Linked DNA regions of Mus musculus: region 2 is linked to region 1. A link is a contact called in public HiChIP or PLAC-seq data. All regions are on one chromosome and are shown on one strand. Each heading gives the region's core, a stretch centred on a gene start, on an enhancer-like site or on the middle of the called end of the contact. The rest is flanking DNA. Distances are from core to core; before and after follow the strand shown.

Region 1 (2,700 bases), core at 58-2,557:
CTTAAGCAACTCTTATCTTTGGATACTTGGGCAGCTTTCTTTATATCTCCGTGTGCATTAGCTTGTATAAAAAAATCATGCGGTGAGAATCTTTATACATACAGATCAGCCCACTGGGTTACACTCCCCCCAAGGCAGAAGTGCTTAAGTAACTTCAGTGCATACCAAATAGCCTGAGTCTCTATCTAGAACTTAGGAGGTCTCTGAGGCCCCTTTTATTGGAACTGTTCCTTTGACCCTACCACATTGCACTGTGATGTCAATTCTGCAGTTGATCAACATCTGTCTCTTCTACTGGACTTTACAGTGACAAGAGTCATGCCTGGGTCTCTTTGCTCTTGGTTGTTGCTTCAGCCTGTGGAGGATGGAGAGTCAGTAAGTCGTTGTTGCTGAGGGGTAAGTGGAAGTAAATTATAATTCAAGAGTAGAGTGGCAGGGTGTGGTAGCTCAGCCTGGAATCCCACCACTGCAGAGGCTGAGGCAAGAGGATTACTGGTTCCAGGTCAGCCCAGGCTATTGTCAGACCTGTATCAAAATAATAATAGACTAGGATAGATTGTACTGCTTGCTTTTATTTGAGGCAACAATGAGAATGTGACCCTCATTCTATCAATAACGCCAGTGCCATTCTGGGTCCCTCCAAAGTGTTTATGACTGACTAGTGAATGAATGAAAGAGAACATATCTATAAAAGCTCATCAAACGACATGATACAGAAGCAATCAAAAGCTGAGTTTCACTGAGTTTCATGGTTTGATGAACGGATTACAGTGGATCTGTCACTTCTATCCCCATTCACATATTACAAAGTTTATTCTTTATTAGATTTTTATATTATATTGTTACATAATTTCATGTATGTATACAATGTATTTAGGTTACACCTACTTCCAACCCCCACCCTCAACTCCTCCTGTGCCCATCCTCTTCCCAAATTCACATCCTATTCTTTTAAACAAAATTACAACCCAACCTAATTAGTGCTGCCTATGTCCCACCCGAATTTTAATTTTATTTTAACTGAGACGGGGTCCCTGCCTAGCCTGGAACTAGCTATGCAGACAAGACTGAACTTGAACTCACCTACTTCTGGGATAAAAGTCCTGTGCCACCACATTTGGGGCTCCTAGGAGCCCCCACCCCCACCCCCGCCCCTCAACCCGTGAAACATCCTTGTGCAGTGCTGTGCAGCAGCCCAGCGGCCAGCAGGTGGCAACAGACGGTCATTGAAGTGGTGATCCAGCCGCAGAGCCCTCTCTGAAAGGGCCGCCCCCCCCCCCCCCCCCCGCGGGGCTCTGAAGCCTTTTGCTATCCACAAGCGGAAACACCAAGCAAGCCAGCCTAGGACTCCCCTCAGAAGGGTCTCAGCAAAAGTCCAGCTCAGCTCCTGACATTGTGCGGCATGAAGTCCGGAGGAACTGAACAGTCGGAGAGCTGGCTGCAATGAATTTGACGGTTTGTTTTTTTTTTTTTCCCAAGGCCGACAAATCTTATCCAGGAATCTGCCTTTATCTTGGTCTGTCGGAAATGCTCGGACTTTTAAATTCTATTTTGTTATTGTTTGGAATTTTTGTTGTCAGACAGGGTCTTTCTATATGCTCCAAGCTAATCTGCAATTCCCCGGCCTCATTCCCTGAGTGTTTATATTTACAGGTATGTGCTGTGCTATCAGACTCACCTCCACCCCCAAACACACAGACAAGCTCTGAACCATGCACTTCAAGTTGATAGTTTTGTGATCAAATGGATCACACAGTGCTTCCTATGAGACACAAGCCAGATTCTTCGATTCTTTCGCGGCCTCTGAGTCTTGGAGCTGTGGTTCACAGCAGTAGGCATGGCGGTCCTATCTAGTTACAAGCTCTCCCTTTCTGAGAGCGGAAGAGGACATCATCCCTGAGTCAGGGAGAGAGTCCTGACGTCTCCCTTTTCGCTCTCCTCAGCGGAGTGGTGTTACTGTTGGGATTCAGACCCAGAACAAGAAACTGGGCTGAATATTTAACATACCAAAGTGGACCTGGCTTCCGGGTTCTCCCAGCATCCCTCAGTACCTACCTGGCAAAGCATGCCCTCTACTCTAAACTTCCCAGCCCAGAGGTTGGGCTTCCCCTCCCCCCAGAGGCTCTTCCCTTTATGAATCAGACATTCCGCTCTCCGCCCTTCTCTCTTTTCTCCCTTTCTCTGTGCGAGCTTTCTCTCTTTCTCTTCCTCCCTCCTCCACTCCCCCCACCCCCTCTGTCTCCCTCTCCATGGCGACTTGGCCTCATTTCTTGGAACCAGTGATCTCTCCTGTGTGCAGTTTCCCAATAAACCTGCCTTTATAAATATCGCTAATCTGGCTTGAATTGGCTCATTTCTCCGCCAGAGAAATAATTTATCAGTTACCTGTGATGTGTCCGAGTTCACTTAGACTACAAGTTGCAGACAAGCCAGAATTTGATGTTTCTTTGTGTGTATATATGTTCATGTGTGTGGTCTGTGTGTACACATGTATGTATGTATATATGTATGTTGGGCAATTGAAGGCCAGCTTTCTCAATCACTCTTCACTGTCTTTCTTTCTTTCTCTCTTTCTTTCTTTCTTTCTTTCTTTCTTTCTTTCTTTCTTTCTTTCTTTCTTTCTTCTGGCTGTTCTGGATATCGCTTTGTAGACCAGACTGGCCCTGAACTCAAAGAGACCCACCTGACTCTGCCTCTGGG
Region 2 (2,700 bases), core at 119-2,618, 240 kb after region 1:
CTTCCCCATCAGACAGCTTGTACACTGCTTTTTCCTTTCCCCTCCTCCTCTCCACCCGTTCTTCTGTATCAACCTCTCTGCCTCTCCTTAAGGAGCCCCCTTCTCTTTTTCATTTCCCTGATCAGATAGTTCACCTGTACTCTACTAATTCCTTCTCTTATCCATAAAGTCTCACCAACATGATTTTGTCCAAATGTGAGCTGAACAGGAATGACACCAATGAACATGCCAAACTAGATGGCTTGACCCCAAGGCCACAACCCTATATACACCAAGAACTACAGGTAACTGAGGTAAACTGGGAATGGGAGAGATGGTGTTCCTCAGGGAAGAATATGCCAACTGGTTGTCTAGTGTCAAAGAGTCAGTCTCAGCTGGGTGTGGTAGCGCACGCCTTTAATCCCAGCACTCGGGAGGCAGAGGCAGAGGCAGAGGCAGGCGTATTTCTGAGTTCGAGGCCAGCCTGATCTACAAAGTGAGTTCCAGGACAGCCAGGGCTATACAGAGAAACTCTTGTCTCGAAAAACCAAAAAAAAAAAAAAAAAGTCAGTCTCGAAACATACATACAGGTAGTATTAGACAGACTCAATAGGTTATATTTAGGAACATCTATGCATATACATATATGCATGAAGTAGTAATTTGTTGAAACAAAAAAAAGGTCATGAATTTGAAGGAGAGTTGGAAAGGGCATTATTCTGGATTTGGAGGGAGAAAAGGGAGAGCAAAGTATAAATAAATTATAATTTCAAAAAATTTTTAAAAAAGTTTTATTAGTTAAGAACAATAAAAAGAAACATTTAAATCACTTTGTTGATATGTAAGTAATAGTAATTGATATTCTATCAGGTTTGCAAAGAATAGTTTTCATGGTCTACACATAAATCAGTATATGTACAATGTTTCATTTCACTTAAATGAGAAATGAATTTTATTCTAAGTTTTTTAGTAAATTCATTTGTTAGGATGATAACGATAAAATTTGTAACTAAATTCTAGTATATATTTGAAGTTTATGTTGTTTAGTAAGTCATGAATAATCATTTTTTCATATTATAAGTTAGATGGCTAAAAATAAGTTTTGTAAGAGGCAATCAGTTCGTCTTAAAATAACCAAAACAATATGCAAAATGCAACAAAGGCTTCTAAGAATGTCTGTCTCACATATGAAAACTTGCTATAAAATTTAGTTTGGGTAAGTGCGATACAGGATGTTAAAAAGAGCTTTCTAAGTATTTTAACAATTTTATTTGTGACACTTTTAAGATAGATTTAAGAAACAAGTGCCCTGTTGTGGATAGCCCTGGGGGTAATTATATTTGATGTTAATCCCATTCTCCTGTAGAGGGGCTAAGAACAAGAAACAGGTCAGCACTCAGGTGATTTCCTGTAAACCTGCTTCCCGCCTTAATTTGTAAAATAAAGGAGAGTTGATGGTTGGGCAGATAAAAGGGAAGGTGAGGAGAAAAAGAAGAAGAAAATGGAAGAGGGAGAGGACGCAGAGGAGGAGGAAGAAGAAAAGTAGAGCAGAAGCACATGGCCTGGAGAAATCTCAAGTTCTAAGGAGTCTCATAGACGTGGAAGATGGAGGGTAGTGGTAGATCTGCCTAATCTAGGCGCACAGCATATATTCATAATAACTGAGTTTTGTTTTCACTGGAAATGGGTAATTCAAAAGATTGATCTACTCATATGTTCACAATACCAGCTACTTGGAAAGCTGAGACCGGAAGATCTTGAGTTTGAAGCAAGTTTGGGCAATTTAGCTCCCTATGCTAAAACTCAAAATTACTAAAGGAGGCACTAGTGGTAGACCACTGAAGCCCCAATTTCAACTTCTAGTCCTGTTGTTAAACACACAAAAACTTGACCTATATTAATAAACAACTACAATTTATTAATTTCTAGTTACTTGTTAGTTCAAAAGCTACTACTGGAGAATATTCACAATGTCAAAAGCAAAATGATGAAAACAGAATGAAAGAGATAAAGGAAGGAGGAAAGAAAGAAGGAGAGAAGGAAGGAAAGAAACACATTTGATGCTACCTTAATACTTTTATTAAAAATCTTACCCAAGACTTGAATGGAGCCTTAAAATCTTTATAACACATGAGATCCTAAGAAATGTATTTGAGGCACATCGGCAGGGCAGTATGAAATAATTTGTTATGCCACTGGCCGAATATTACCTATTTTGTGGATAATTAGAATCCTTCAGTTTCCAAAGCTGTCAATCTGGCTCCTTTCACATGTGCTAGTTACTTAAGAAAGAACAACAGAATTGTAATTCAAAGAAAGAAAGTAAAAAACTGCCATTGGAACAACTTTATGGTTAATATAAAGGTAAAATGACAAATAAACAGAACAAATAAACAAAAAATAGCGATTTTTAAAAAAAGTTTTGAACTTTATAAAGTTCAAGCAAGGTTATTACAGTATTTCTGTACCACACAACTAAACAGTTACACATAAAATTTCTTCATTGTGTCAGGGTTGAAAGTTTGGTATCACTTCAGGTCAGAATTCACAAGGTTTAGGAAACCATGGCTTACTACAGAGTCTACATATGTGTCGTATATATCATGTCCTAAAATACTTGCAGGATCATCTAGAAAAAACTATGTTCCTAGTCAGACAGCAGTGGTGCACACCTTTAATCCCAGCATTCAGGAGGCAGAGGCAGGAGAATCTCTGAGTTCG

The links. HiChIP or PLAC-seq counts read pairs in DNA pulled down with a chosen protein or histone mark.
Region 2: a contact with region 1 is called in an H3K27ac HiChIP or PLAC-seq map of embryonic stem cells, with 8 read pairs. The contact joins the enhancer-like site here to the promoter of Chrna1os in region 1. A contact is called at or near these places in 20 of 39 promoter capture datasets (the 3T3-L1 cell line, 3T3-L1-derived adipocytes, the C10 cell line and 13 more), 1 of 15 datasets of contacts at CTCF or cohesin (the NIH/3T3 cell line), 6 of 484 Hi-C or Micro-C datasets (cortical neurons, embryonic stem cells, myocytes and 1 more), 15 of 115 datasets of contacts at active chromatin or transcription factors (bone marrow-derived macrophages, cardiomyocytes, craniofacial prominence and 9 more) and 2 of 9 other capture datasets (adipose tissue and embryonic stem cells).

The regions. Positions count from the first base shown.
Region 1 is chr2:73,583,553-73,586,252 of GRCm38.p6, forward strand. It overlaps Chrna1os (cholinergic receptor, nicotinic, alpha polypeptide 1 (muscle), opposite strand), which reads left to right and starts at 1,308. Exons shown (of 2, transcript NR_153820.1): 1 at 1,308-1,455.
Region 2 is chr2:73,825,598-73,828,297 of GRCm38.p6, forward strand. All of the region lies in intron 13 of Atf2 (activating transcription factor 2), which reads right to left. Among named protein-coding and RNA genes, the nearest start is that of Chn1, 52 kb to the left of the region's middle. Within about 2 kb of position 1,369, at least 2 of the 459 cell types and tissues checked have an H3K27ac peak or open chromatin away from gene starts, as enhancers often do. A contact at or near this core is called in embryonic stem cells, where this site is marked.